Regions from separate parts of the Hordeum vulgare genome. Here region 2 is linked to region 1. The links are chromatin contacts, called in public Hi-C maps. All regions are on one chromosome and are shown on one strand. Each heading gives the region's core, a stretch centred on a gene start, on an enhancer-like site or on the middle of the called end of the contact. The rest is flanking DNA. Distances are from core to core; before and after follow the strand shown.

Region 1 (7,380 bases), core at 1,476-3,975:
TGACATCATCATTGCAAGAATCAAATGAAATTGCATACTCACCACCACAGTCTGTTCTGTGTTACACACAACGGATGGACTGGCAAATTTACTTGGAAACTCAAAAGGATCTGAAGGTTTGTTTGGAAACTCAAAAGGATCTGAAGGTTTATTTGGAAAATCGTAAGTGTCTGAAGTTTTGTTTGGAAACTCAAAATGGTCTGAAGGTTTGTCACCAATAGTCTTTTCTGCAGAGTGCAGTGGTGCCAAAGATTCTTCGCTGCTTTGTTGCTTCAAATTATGATCAAACCATCCATACCTACAGTAACAAAATGATAATTAATTGAACTTTTTTGTACTCGCTTGATTTTCATATCATGCTGTTTGACAAGAGTCTCCAAATCTGAACCATCATTGCTAATTTCTTTTATGACAAGCTAATAGATACAAAATCATGATCATCGGAATTAATGTAGAGAGAATTAAACAGAGACACACACACACACACGCATGTGTCCATAGATATTATTACAATGAAGGTAACCATTTCTCGGTAAGAAACCAAACCTTAAGCGAAATGTTGAAGGGCTGCCAACAGCAACATGAACATCAGCAGCAGTGCAAGAATCATTAATAGTCCATTTTTCACTGCCAACTATGCTATCCGGTCTAGCACCGTAAGGGAAGAGCATGAGCTCGCCTTTTGCACAGCTAGAACGACCCCATTTTGTGTTCAGATGTTGCACAATTGAGGACATCTTCTTTCGAGGAGCCAAGGTCAACTCCAGGTAAGGATTGTGTTTCTCCTGTTAATTAAGTGGTGAAAAAAGCCATAAGCTAAGCAGTACTTATACAAGTCTCTTGCAAAAACAGAGATAATCACCTGCTGTAGAACCTTCTGAATCGCCTCATCTACTGGGAAAAACTGAAGCTTCATCTTTTTAAAATAATTTGGTGGTTGAACGGATAAGTTTGTCAAATTATTAAATGGTACTTCAGTAAAGCTACCACCCTTCAATGCAATCTTACTGCCGGTAAACGATTGACCATCTTCTCTTCTGCATTTTGCCACGATATTGCCTGGAAATTTATATGGTTAAAAACTTGACAAGGACAAGTGGCTGTTACAGTCCAAATGTAGCTGCCAACAAGCACCTACTTTTCTACTTCAATTGTTGATCTGTTTTATCTGAAGTTAGAAATGGGGCACCAACACATCACCTGATGATTTGTTGGTATATTTTCCTGGCTTCAGGCAGTGCAACTTATCACCAAGTTTGACCTTTGCTTCTGTATCAGTTGGTTTACGGCGCTGCTGAGGAGCTTTCATGGTTTTGTGATATTCGTCTGCAGTGGTAGCAATCAGGTTCAATATTGATCCAGCCCTAGAAAACTCCGACCTTTCCTGCAGGTAATAAATTGTGGAACCGGTTATCGAGTCTATCTCTAGACTTCAATTTATAATGACTCTTCTCAACTTGATAAAGCGCAAATAAAAGATATGTTTCAGATCAGAAAAATGGTGAGTACCAGACTAGATTCAAATGCTACGAAATAAGAATGTTTTAATTTGATTTAGCAAGAATTCTTTTAATTGCACTTGATAATGAATATGTGATGAATGAGCACAAAATTGCAAACAAAAGAGAAAAAGGTCACTGTCTTATGTATTTACACCAACAAAAGGATAATATTCGTTCCAGTTAGGGTTCAAAACATTTGTTTCAGTTTAATAATAACTTTCAGGTCACCATTCAACAAGTTCAGCATTGTATTTGCAATAAACCAAGCAACTGATCCCTAATTGTGATTGCTACAAACCACACAGTTATGCATCAGGAAGATATGCATATGCCCCCCCCCAGGTGGCGGCAGATCTCAACCGACGAATTCGTTCACGCTCGAACCAGGGGAGAATTGAGGACGAGTTCATCCACGGTGAAACTAGGGGCGAATTGCGGATACATATCAATGCATAAATCGCCCTCTCATCTACATGAACAGGAGCGTCATTATCTGAAACAGGGGGAAAGTGAATATGATGTTACTACCCATCATCCCCTTAAACCGCCTCCTGAATCCAGCCCTTAATCCGCTCAAACCCTAGCGTCAATCCCCATCCATCAGTTAACCTAGGGTTTCCACGCTCAGACCCGAGTACCAGAGAAATCAAGTCAGAATCGCGGAAGGGGATAAGAAGGCTTACCCTGCCTTGGCGCCGCACTGGAATGGAGGGCTGCGACTCCAGGTGCCGTCCCCTTCGTGCCTGCGACTCGAAGAAGAGAGAGTTAGGGGCAGAGGATCAAGCACGGGTTCGAGAACGGAACCGCAACACCTAATCCACGAATCCTACGCCGCTCCTGACATTTCAGAACCCATCAAAGCCACGCGAATTTTACCCTACCCAACCACACCAGGCAACCCGAGGGGGCGTACCTGAGCTCGAAACCCTAGATCTCGGCGGCCGCGACGCCCGGAGCCGCGAAACCCTAGCTCCGGCTACGGATCCGCCGGCGGCGAGCCGGCCTCGGGGCCGGGGACGAAAGCCAAGCGCGGAGCCGAGGGGCGCGGATATCGGGCGCTCGCCGGAGTCGACCTGGGCTCCGGGCGGCGGGACGATCCCCTTGGCCTCGCGGGGGCGTGGAGGGGAGCGCGTGGAAGGCGGGAGGAGGAGCAGGGGAAGGGGGAGGAGCCGAGGGACCGCGAAATATTTCGTGGCAAGTTTTGCCGCCTCTTGTCCTGGCGCGCTCGGCCAAGTCCAAGTGCTCCTGAGTTTTTGTGCTGGGGTTGGGTTTTTTTTCTTTCTTTCTTTTTTGACGAGGGATATAGTACGGTGGGCCAATCCTGTTCGGCCCGTTTGTCGCTTGTTAACGAGCAAGCGCCTACTCCTCAGCTGTCAGCTCCCGGAAAATCCTATTCGCCCCTTGTATATGAAACGGTGTCGGGGCTTCGCATAAAACGAAAGGGAGATCGAGTTTAAATGCGCTGGCACAGTGTCCGATTCTGGGAACCTTCTATATGTTTCAGCCGTTTTTTTTTCGGTTTGGAAAACTTTTAGAAGGTTTTCCGAACCGTTTTTTTATTATTTTATTCTTCTCTGTTTCATTTTTTTATTTTATTTTTCTGTTTCAAAAAATGTTTTGGATTAAAAAAACAATTTTCGATTTTCAAAAAAAGTTCTTGATTTTCAAAAGTGTGTTCTGTATTTTTTCAAAATTGTACTTGGTTTCAAATTTTATTCTTAACATTCATTTTTTTCTTGGTTTCAAAATTTGTTTTCAAGATTCAGAAAATGTCTGTGTCTTCAAAAATTGTTCAAGCTTCCAAATGTATTTAGGTTTTATTAAAATGGTTTTCCGTTTCAAATTTTTGTTCTCCAGACTAAAAAAATGTTCATGTTTTTAAAAAATTGTTCCAGCTTCCAAATTAGTTCAAAAAAATTCAAATTTGTTCTTGTTGTCAAAAGTTGTTCTCAAGATTCAAAGACTGTTCGTGTTTTAAAAAGTTGTTTGTGCTTCCAAATTTGTTTGGAGTTTTTTAAAATTGTTCTCCCTTTCAAAATTTTGTTCTCAAGATTCAAAAAATGTGCGTCATTTAAAAAATTGCTCAAGCTTCCAAATTTGTTCACGAATTTTCAAAATTTGTTCTCCAGATTCAAAAAATGTTCATGTTTTAAAAATTGTTCGAGCTTCAAAATTTGGTCGGGGTTTTTAAAATTGTTCTCCGTTTCAAAATTTTGTTCTCAAGATTTAAAAAATGTGCATGCTTTAAAAAATTGTTTGAGCTTCCAAAATTGTTCAGGATTTTTAAAATTTCTTCTCAAAATTCAAAAACATCATGCTTTAAAAAATTTATTTGTGCTTCCAAATTTATTTGGGATTTTAACAAATTTGTTCTCAAGGTTCAAAAAATGTTCATACTTTAAAAATTGTTCGCACTTCCAAATTTGTTCAAAATTTTTTAAAAATGTTCTCAATTCATAAATTTGTTCTCAAAATTCAAAAAGGGTTTGTGCTTTAAAAATTTGTTCATGCTTTCAAATTTGTTTGGGGATTCTCAAAGTTGTTCTTCTTTTCAAAATTTTGTTCCCAAAATTCAGAAAATATTCGTGCTTTGAAAATTTATTCACGCTTCCAAATTCGTTCACGATTTTTCCAAATTGTTTTGCAAATTCAAAAAATATTTTGCTTCAAATATAAAAAAAGGAAATAAAAAACGAACAAAAATTGGAAATAAACAGAAAAGGAAAAAGGTAAAAAAAACTTGACAGGCCCAGTCGGCATGCCTGCCCTGTGCTGCGCAGGAGTCCCTGCCGCAATGAGCGGCAGGTAGGAGCTCCCTCCGCTCCCGCTACTAGCTCATATCCGGTTTCGAACCTTCCTGCACCGGACTCTATCTTTGTTTGTGTGTGTTTTTTAATTTGGGATTTTATGATTTCGATCTTCCTTCCTTTTATTCATTTAAATATTTTAATTTATTATTTATTTCCTTTCTTTTTTCATTTAGCGTTTATTTTAAAAGTTAGAAATATTTTCATATTTGGTGAACATATTTTCTATTTCTTTAAATTTTTCCTAAATCATTTTTTTACCTTTTACCTTTTTTAAAAATTCATGAAAACAATTTTAAATTTGCGAATATTTGTTCAAAATCATGAACATTTTTTTGTTCAACAATATTATGTTTGCAAGCTGCATAAAAAAATCCCGGCCCAACAACAAAAAAGATGGCCCGTTTTCATACACGTATTTTTTTTCTATGCCACGTATGAAAGTATATTGTTCTGAAAATTTTCATGAACGAGATATATATGTATTTGTGTATGTATAAAAAAATCAAACTTTTGCCATGTAGAAATAAGTTTTCTTTTAATGTCCTCCATGGAGCTCATCCACCGTTTGCACTTTGCGGTCCCGGTACGATGTGTTTGTACTAGTAGAGTCATGTTGTGATCTGAGGCTGGTTGAATGGCGTGTTGAGCTTTGAGGTGGTGGTGCAGGCCGATGCGAGGTGCACACTTCATGTTGACTGTGAAAGTTGTCTCACAAAATCCCACCTGGCCTAGAGGTTTCGGGTCTGTTTCTCTTGATAACAATGACAAGAATTTCATGCCTCTATCATGTATTAAAAATGAATGTGGGTGCTTAATTGTTAGTGTACTGATTCCCACCATACTTCTGAGGTGCACCCCTCTCACTAATGCAACTATAATTATGTAGTTCTTCATGTGGTCGTAATTGATCACCTTGTCACTCTTGTTGACAATGTTCAATTGGGCCACACCAACAACACTTTGTGTCGGCTACGTGAAGATTGTGGTCCCACGGATTCGACTTACGTGAGTCGCGGCATCCCTGACGATGCGCAAACACGAGCTAGCTGCATGTGTACCCAAAGGCATGCCCCTTTCGAGGTGGCATGCAGATCTTTGTCAAGATACAAGGTTATGGAAACCTACCAGCAAAAATTGGTGTGGCTGCCTCATAATTGCCGTGCAATCCAAGAATAATTGCGCTCTAGCCGACTACAACATCTATAAGTGATCCATGCTACCACTCTGCCTCCTGAATATGGTGGTATGCAGATCTTTGTCAAGACTCACCCTCAAGCAGGGACGGAGTCAGTATAGGAGCGTTGGGTTCAATTGAACCCAACGATTTGTCCTGTCCAAGTATCCCTATACACGTACGAATGTGCATGAACCCAATAAAAAATATGTGTTTAACCCATCAACTTTACGCAAGGCTGAGTGAGAAGCCCAAAAGCCCACAAACGAATCATATCCATGCTAGCCTGCTAGGCCTATTCCTGTCTTTCTTCCCATATTCCTCTCATTTTCCTGTGCATCCTCTGTGTCCTACAACAACATATGGCAGCCGGCGGCTGATACATCTCCAACGTATCTATAATTTTTTATAGTTCCATGCTATTATCTTGTCAAACTTTGGATGTTTTGTATGCCTTTTATATCTTTTTTGGGACTAACTTATTAACTCAGTGCCAAGTGCGAGTTCATGTTTTTTCCGTGTTTTTGACCCTTTTCAGAGGAGGATTTTAAACGGTGTCCAAACGGAATAAAACTTCCGAAAAGATTTTTTCTGGAACAGAAGATACACGCTAGACTTGAGAACCAAGGCAGGGGCCAGCAGGGGACCCCACAAGCCCCCTAGGCGCGACCAGGGGGCCGCGCCTAGCAGGCTTGTGGGCCCCCTGTGGCACGTCTGCCATACCTCTTCCGCCTATAAATTCAGAAAAAATCCAAAACTGCGCGAGAGATCCACAAAAATACTTTTCCGCCGCCGCAAGCTTCTGTCTCCGCAAGATCCCATGTGGGGCACGTTCTCGTGACCTCTCCAATGATGCGTGAGTAGTTCACCATAGACCTTCAGGTCCATAGCTAGTAGCTAGATGGTTTCTTCTCTCTCTTGGATCTTCAATACAAACTTCTCCATGATCTTCATGGAGATCTATCCGATATAATCTTCTTTTGTGGTGTGTTTGTCGAGATCCGATGAATTGTGGATTTATGATCAGATTATCTATGAATCTTATTTGAGTTTCTTCTGATCTCTTATATGCATGATTTCATATCCTTGTAATTCTCTTCGCGTTGTGGGTTTTGTTTTGCCAACTTGATCTATGATTCTTGCAATGGGAGAAGTGCTTGGTTTTGGGTTCATACCGTGCGGTGACCTCACCCAGTGACAGAAGGGATAGCGAGGCACGCATCGTGTTGTTGCCATCAAGGGTAAAAAGATGGGGTTTTCATCATTGGTTTGAGTTTATCCCTCTACATCATGTCATCTTGCTTAAGGCGTTACTCTGTTCGTCATGAACTCAATACACTAGATGCATGCTGGATAGCGGTCGATGTGTGGAGTAATAGTAGTAGATGCAGAAAGTATCGGTCTACTTGTCTCGAACGTGATGCGTATATGTATGATCATTGCCTTAGATATCGTCATGACTTTGCGCGGTTCTATCAATTGCTCGACGGTAATTTGTTCACCCACCGTAATATTTGCTATTTTGAGAGAAGCCTCTAGTGAACACTATGGCCCCCGGGTCTACTTCACACCATATTTTCAGCCTTACTCTTTTACTTCGTTGCCCTTTTCGCCTTCAGATCTCACTTTGCAATCAATCTTGAAGGGATTGACAACCCCTTTATAGCGTTGGGTGCAAGCTCTTTTGTGTTTGCGCAGGTACTCTGGACTTGACGCGATTCTCCTACTGGATTGATACCTTGGTTCTCAAACTGAGGGAAATACTTACTGCTCGTGTGTTGCATCACTCTTTCCTATTCAAGGGAAAAACCAACGCAAGCTCAAGAGGCAGCAGAAGGATTTCTCGCGCCGTTGCCGGGAAGGATCAAGTCAAGAACTCATCCAAGTAAGTGCC
Region 2 (7,380 bases), core at 3,303-5,802, 38 kb before region 1:
CGTAGCTGCCCGCATATCCTCTCCCATCGGGTGCATCAGTTGATGCGCCGTTTGGAGCGCCGCCACCGCATCGCCCAGATCGGCGACGCGCCGCTCCAGATCGGAACGCCACATGACAAGTTCGTCTATCTTCGCCGTTGACACCTGAATTTCGGTGATGGTCTTGGATTGTGCGTTGAGCATGGTGTCCAATCGTTCGAGGAACGATTCGACCGCCGGATCCATGGCAACGAGGTGGGTACGCGCCTGCCGCACCTGACGCGTCTCAGCAAAGCGATGTAGAGCTGGGGAAGTTGGTGGTGGTATGGTCTCTGATACCATGTGATAGGTATCTGCTCATATACTCTCTATGGTGGATGTAGCTTAGGGTATCGCGATTATATATGGGGAAGTACAGAATCGAGCTAGGGTTCGGGGAGGAAGAAGAAAGGGGAAAACAAGCCGCCGCTGCCTGATCCTCTGGATGTCGTGCTCCTCGCACGCGGTCGGTTAAGTAGTGGTTGGCTATACTTTCTTGGGCCGGCCTCAATGGACCCAGGCTGGGCCATGTACATTGGGGTTGGGCTTCCTCAGTTGTGCGGGCCTTGCGCCAGGGCTACAGGTGTCGCTGGCCGGTGGGTCCCGCGGTGCAGGTATGTTGACAGTGTTAGCTGGCCTTCTCGCACCCGGTTGATAGGAAGGAGACGACCACCGGGATGGGGGTGGTGGTCAGTGGGAGGGGAAAAGAAAAGAAAAGAAATGAGAGTTGGCCGGGCGGGGTGCTAGCTGGGTCGCGGTGTTATGTTCCGTTGCTCTTAGCTCATGAGAGAGAGAGAGGGAGGGGGGGGAGGGAGGGAGGGAGGGAGAGAGAGAGTTAAGCTTGGTGATGGAGTCGTGACTAGGGAATATTCACCACGTCGTCTTCCGGTCAGGTGGGTCCGGGCGAAGACCCCATGAAGGTTCACTAATGGGCCACTTCGGACAACCCATGATGAATACAAAGAGCATTCCATAAAACATGACGAACAAGACAAGGACTCTCGTAGTCCTATGACCGAGGTACATTATATAAACTCGGACTAGGCTAGTAAATAGATCATCTGATACTAGAGGAGGGTCAATTCATTCATACGGTCTCGGGGTAGATCAACATGTACTTTGTACCCCATCTAAATCAATATAATCAGAAGCACAACATAAGGTCTTACATGTAAACATCGTGTCTTTCTTACTTATTTTTACCATCTAGGTACAACCACAAGCTCGGGACCCCCTATCCGAGACCTGCCCGGTTTTTGTACCGACACTCAGCCCATTAGGTAGGTTACATTAGGTTTCAGGTTTTTGTTATTTCTTTTGATAAAAACAAAACTAGTAAAAAATATTAGACTTACATAATAATTACAAATGTTCACTATTTTTGAATTATTATTTAGATTGTCCAACAAATATTTCTTGCAATAAATAAAATAAATTTTGTGCACTTATATTTATAAACGCAATAGGATTTTATTAATTTCCCCGAAAATTATTCTTTTAGGGTTTTATAAATCCCAAAAATGAAAAATAAATATTTCCAATTGTTTTTTTGGAGATTTCATATTATCTACTCTCGTTTCTAATATGTTTTTATTCAAAATGTTTAAGCGGTCTTAAACTACCCGATTAAATTCCAGATTCAAATGAAAATTCAGAAGAATTCCAAATATAAAATGAATATTTCATGAAATATTTGTTCATCATATCTGAGAAAGTCATTTTATTCTCAATCCATCATTTTGGATGCGGTTTCAATGTATTTCAAAAGAGTCCAAATATAATGAAATCCATTTTGAAAATTTTGAATAACCTTCAAGCAACTTCTTCTTTATTTTCTTAAAAAGTTATCCAACTTTTATAACTTGGTTAGAAAAGGTTTAAACAAAAACTCAGAAAGTTTTGATTTTCCCTAAAATCATAACAATTCATCTAGTATTATCCTATTATTAACATTCCGAAATTTGAAAATAAATAAATCGAGATGTTACAAAGGCCTCGTCAGACTTCATTCACGAACGGCGTCCGGTGTGCCGCGATTGCCGCCTCCCTGGCCGTCCTCTAATCTGCCGACACGATGCTCCGCGTCCGCGACGAGGTAGTGGAGGAGGCCCCTGCGTGCCTTCACGATCACCGGAGGCACCTCCTCCTCTATGGCCTTGCCTCGCCAGACCCGCTCGGATGTACCGGCTGTGCGGCGACCATGGCGGCTCAGCTCCCTCTTCACGCGACGTCCGATTTATAAGAAAAAATGAGCTACGAGCAACGAGATTTATTGCCGAAGCATCTGTAAGAGTGAGTGAGGTAAAATTTGTGAATCCCTGGCCTCGAATTCGCCTCTAGCACCACGCAAAGTTGCGAGAGCGATAGAAGACCAACGGTTTCCAAGAAAAAATTGCTGCTGTCCGGGCGGCTTGGGGAGCGGAGGAACCAGCCGGCTGAAAACCAACGGTTTCCAAGAAAAAATTGCTGCTGTCCGTATATATATGCAGAACCTGGTAAAACGAAGCAGGCCGTGCTCTCTGAATAATGCAGCAGGCGGTGAAAGTGAAACTAGAAAGAATCTGATGTCTAACGCTCTAAACTCTGGATGCTTACGTTACGTGTGGCCAGTAGTGATATTCAGAAACTGAAAAAAATTTAGGGTAAAATGGCAGGTGCTCTGCCTTTGCATTATAGATTAGGGATGCATGTGCAAAGAGGAACAAGTTGCAGGGAAAGGACAGGAGGAGGTGGCAAAAGTAAAAACAAAAACAAAAAAACAAAAAAACAAAAACAAGGTGCAGTCGCCCCAGGCGCTACCTAGTACCTATACATGCTTGATCAACTAAGGTTCTCCCAGTTACATTCAGTTTAATCAGCTGCGGGTCATTGATCAGGCCACCTACAACAGAAACTGAAGAGGAAAGTGTAACCTTAATTATCGCCTTTCTTTTAAAAGCCTACTAGTTTAGACATTAATGGATCGATCAGGACGTCAGTGGAGACTGGAGAGGATGTAGTAGCACGGTCGACATGGCCAGCGGCCATCGGCAGTGAAGACGACGTTGAAGCCTCGATACCCCACGCTAAGTACAACTGGGACGAGAGCTGGAGTACATAGCAAACCAACTTAGAGCATCTCTAGTGGATGGTGTATATGAAGGTGAATGATAAATATACATGTTGCTAACAGAAAAATGCCTTCCAGTGGAACGTGTATACGGGCGTGGAAGTTATACACGTCCATCCACGAGGCTACTCGTCGTGGAAATAAACACGAGCGAGCCACGCTCGTGGAGCTCGCGGCGCTGTGCGGGGCGGGGTGCGGGCGGGCGGGCTGGCGGCGGCGCTGTGCGGGCTGGCTGGCAGCGGCGCTGTGCGGGCTGGCTGGCGGCGGCGGGGCGGCGCTGCGGGGTGCGGGCTGGCGGCGGCGGGGCGGGGTGGCCGGGGTGCGGGGCGGCGGCGGGGCGGGGTGCGGGGCGGCGGCGGTGCGGGGCGGGCTGCTGGCGGGGTGCTGGCGGTGGCGCTGTGCGGGCGGCGGTGCGGGGCGGGCTGCTGGCGGGGTGCTGGCGGTGGCGCTGTGCGGGCGGCGGGGCGGCGCTGCGGGGTGCGGGGTGCGCAGCCGCCTCCGGTCTCCCCTCCCCCTTCCTCCGGCCGCCGCCCGCCGGTCCACCGCCGCCTCCTCCTCCCTGAGAAGCAAGGTCGGGGCTCCCTGTGCCCGGACGCCCGCCCGTCCCGCCCACGCCGCCTGCGGCCCGGCCGTGCCGTCCTCACCCCCAGTTCGGCCGGATCTCGGAGGTGCGAGGCCTCTAGGGTTCCCGGCCGCCCCGCAGTTGCTGCTCCTCCTCAGGCAAGGCCGGGACGGGGGGGCTGCGTCGGGCGCCGAAATGGCTGGCTGGAGCAGGGGGGCTCCTCCTGAGGCAAGGCCGGGACGGGGGGCTGCGTCGGGCGCCGAAATGGATGGCTGGAGCACGGGGGCTCCTCCTCCTGCTGCAGGGCTTCGGGTACTCGTCGGAGACGAGGTTGGGGCCGTCGCTGTGGTGGCCCACCGGTCACCCTAGCGATGGGAATGGAACGAGGGAGGCACCCTCGAGTCCATGGACATCTTGGATGCCACGGGGAAGGCTGCCGGCGACGAGGGAGACGGCTGCAATGCGGCGAAGCTCCCCTGTCTTGTTCTCTGAACCTGTGTGCACTACTGAATCTCTTATCTTGCAGAGGGGGAAAGAATGAGGGGAATATACACGTCCTAATTTACACGTTCCACTGAAAAACTAGACGTGTATAATTTCCACGCCGTGTATATGGACGTGTATATGAAGATATACACGTTCAAATATACACCATCACTAGAGATGCTCTAACCAAGTCAAACGAATGTCGACTGGCTTAAGCTGCCATTATTGTGGGAAGGCGTCATCTCCTGCTTGTTCTCACGTAACCTACGTCTTCCATGAGCTGTGGCCGAGCGGCAGCCAGCCGCCTTCTTAACTGAGAGAGAAGAAAAATGCAGCTGTATGGAGGACGATGAGCTGACCCTACGCACTCCTCCTGTCTTCCTGCCTGTCAGCTTGGACTCGCCAACTGTTCACATCTGGCCCAGACAGGCTGCACAACCGTTTGGTCACCACTGCTTGTCTGAAAAGAAGAAAATATTACTCCCCCCTAAATAAAAATATAAGAGCGTTTAACGAAACATAAGAGTGTTTTTCTTTAGGGAGGGGGTACTAACTAGTAGGAGTGAGAAGCTGGTAAACTGAATCACATGTGGTTTCTGAACATAAATGCAGATTGAACCAGAACTTCTTTGCTTCAGAAACTGAAATTGTTATCTTTTGCTGCATTATTTTAAAATTGGCAAAAAGAAATTTAAATCCCGTACAGAGCACAGGTTAGCATGACTCGGATCACTACTGCTACCGGTCAAAAGGCTGGCATCTTTATATTTGAATTGGTTCAGGAGAAAGAGCGCCGATGGATCTCCGAAGATGCATCAGGCAGTGGATCAGAGAAAAAAGCAAAGATGCATCAGGTGGGGAGGCGCGCGGCTGCCGAATGATTGCGAGCCAACGTGCAGGCCAGCATGCATGTTTAAGGTATCCAAAGCAGCAGCGGGAGACGACGATGATGACGACGCTGATGATTAATCCATTGATCAATGGTACAACCTTTTCACATGATCACACATGAGGGAGAGCCCGATCACGCATCCATGAACTGCATCTCCGCTGCAAGTTGCAACCAGCGTTACTATCTTAATGCAACTTGCGTCGCCCGCCCGCCTCGATCGGCTGAGTCAGTGGTTTGACGGCATCAAGCTCGTCAAAGATTTGGCCGCGCCGCAAGATTCTTCTTGGCCGGATCAGATCGCAGTTATTACACAACTTGCGTCAGAAAGCCTCGAGCTAGCAACTCTAACTGTCAAACCGCGACTTGCAAATGTGCGTTTTTTCAGACCATTTTTCTTTCAGACCAAGGACCCAGCAATGCCAACTAGTAGAAATGATCAAATGGACATCCATCTAGATGGTCATAAACTATGTTTCTTGATGCTAATTGAACAAGGATAAATGGAAAATAAATACGGGAAAGGGCAAGGATACCTCGATCGAAAGGGGGGCTGATTGTGTGGGCGGCAGCAGGCGCCATGCTAGCTGCTGCACGCCATCAGCATTCAACAGTTAGCATGTGACAGCCTGACCCCTGACACTAAACTAATCAACGTCGGCCCCTTACTAATGACACCAAGATGCGGTGTACACTTGTACGCATGTTCATTCTCCATGGCCGCATATGCGTCGTGTACTGGCCGCACGCATGCGCGCACACTGGTGCAACAGTAGCTCCATCAGTGAGCGATCATGGGTGACCTGCTCCTACTGATACACGCTGCTTCGCTTCGGTTTCCTAAGTTTTTCGACAAAGTACATTTTTATTCGGGTAGTTATATCGAGCTGCTACAACCTTATACTAAACCCGCGCACAGACAAAACTGGCCTAGAAGTTTAAAAATAAACATTTTACAGGAAAAGATGGATTTCCTAGCAATAAACCTTATCAAGCAAAGCATAACGACCTCTTCGAGCTCTGTTTTTTGGTTTTGTACTCTGTTAACTTTAATTTTGGTAAGAAATCTCCTAATCAAACAAAGTAGAGAAAATACAAGAAAACCACAACTATTATGCCTATGGTCTCATACCCTCATAGTACCTCAACTTTTGAGATATTTACCAAAAAAAAACACAGAATTTGGGGTAAGTTGTTTCACAGAATCCAAATCCGCCAGATTAGGACGTTTGACACTCACAACCTAGACACACTAGTTAGTCACCATGCGGTAAAAACATGAATTACCTAGTTTTTTTTATTTTTGGGACAAAATTGTAACTGAAAAGGAAGGTTTAAAGCTTCTCTAATTATGTTGAGCCGGATGAGTTGAAATCTTCCCTAAATGCTCAGCTTGATCTTGTTGATTGTATGGAATTGTTTCAGCTTTTTGTGGCTACTTTTATTTCGGGCCAAATGTGAGCTGAGATTATAGTATTGGTAGAGGCTAGGGTTCTACCAGGTCTCGGACGTAGGTTATAGGGGTGGAAGTGCGCGCTGGGAGGTTGGGGACGCCGGCGCCGGCGGTTGGACGCCGGCGCCGGCGGTTGGGCGCCGGCGCGGCGAGAGAGAGAGAGAGAGAGAGGCGGCTAGGGTTTGGGGCTCCCGTCTCCTGAGGGAGACGATGACAACAGATTACTGTTTATTGTCTGTTTAATATCGAAGGGGTACATGTGTTTACATAGGAGGACAGCCTCCACTAAACCCTAGATAACGTGGACTCTAACTTGGACTCTAATATAACTTGGACTCTAAGATAGGTAAGATAACTTGGGCTAAGCCCGTAATTAACCCTGCCCAATGGGCCTCCTCCGTTGGTACGTTGTACCGGTCATAACATCTCTCCCCGCCTTCTAAAACAGCTCGTCCTCGAGCTGAACATCTGGAAACTGCTAGCGGAAATCGTCGAGCTTCTCCCAAGTCGCTTCCTCCTCTGGCAGGCCGGTTGTCACGCCCAAGATGCGACCCTATCCTCAATTTGGCACGAAGACCTCATCAGGGATAGAAGCACATCTCGTCGTGTCGCAAGAATGGATATCATTACAAGTACATGTACTGAAAAGAAGAGATAAATATATAGAATTGGCTTACACTCGCCACAAGCTACATCAGAGTCACATCAGTACATTACATAATAATCAAGAGTAAGAGCAGGGTCCGACTACGGACGAAAACAAACGACAAAAGAAGAACGACGTCCATCCTTACTATCCCAGGCTGCCGGCCCGGAACCCATCCTAGATCGACGAAGAAGAAGACGAAGAAGAAGCAACTCCA

What was found. Hi-C and Micro-C count contacts between places; a contact is called where the count stands out from the background.
Region 2: a contact with region 1 is called in a Hi-C map of seedling, with 2.2 times the contacts expected there. The contact joins the enhancer-like site here to the promoter of LOC123442961 in region 1. A contact is called at or near these places in 2 of 6 Hi-C or Micro-C datasets (leaf and seedling).

Annotation. Positions count from the first base shown.
Region 1 is chr3H:57,593,386-57,600,765 of MorexV3_pseudomolecules_assembly, reverse strand. It overlaps LOC123442961 (TSL-kinase interacting protein 1-like), which reads right to left and starts at 2,725. Exons shown (of 9, transcript XM_045119157.1): 1 at 2,416-2,725; 2 at 2,186-2,245; 3 at 1,201-1,384; 4 at 863-1,059; 5 at 547-785; 6 at 43-298. The coding sequence starts at 1,309.
Region 2 is chr3H:57,633,688-57,641,067 of MorexV3_pseudomolecules_assembly, reverse strand. No RefSeq gene overlaps it. Among protein-coding and RNA genes, the nearest start is that of LOC123441477, 35 kb to the right of the region's middle. Within about 2 kb of position 4,552, at least 3 of the 3 cell types and tissues checked have open chromatin away from gene starts, as enhancers often do. A contact at or near this core is called in leaf and seedling, where this site is marked.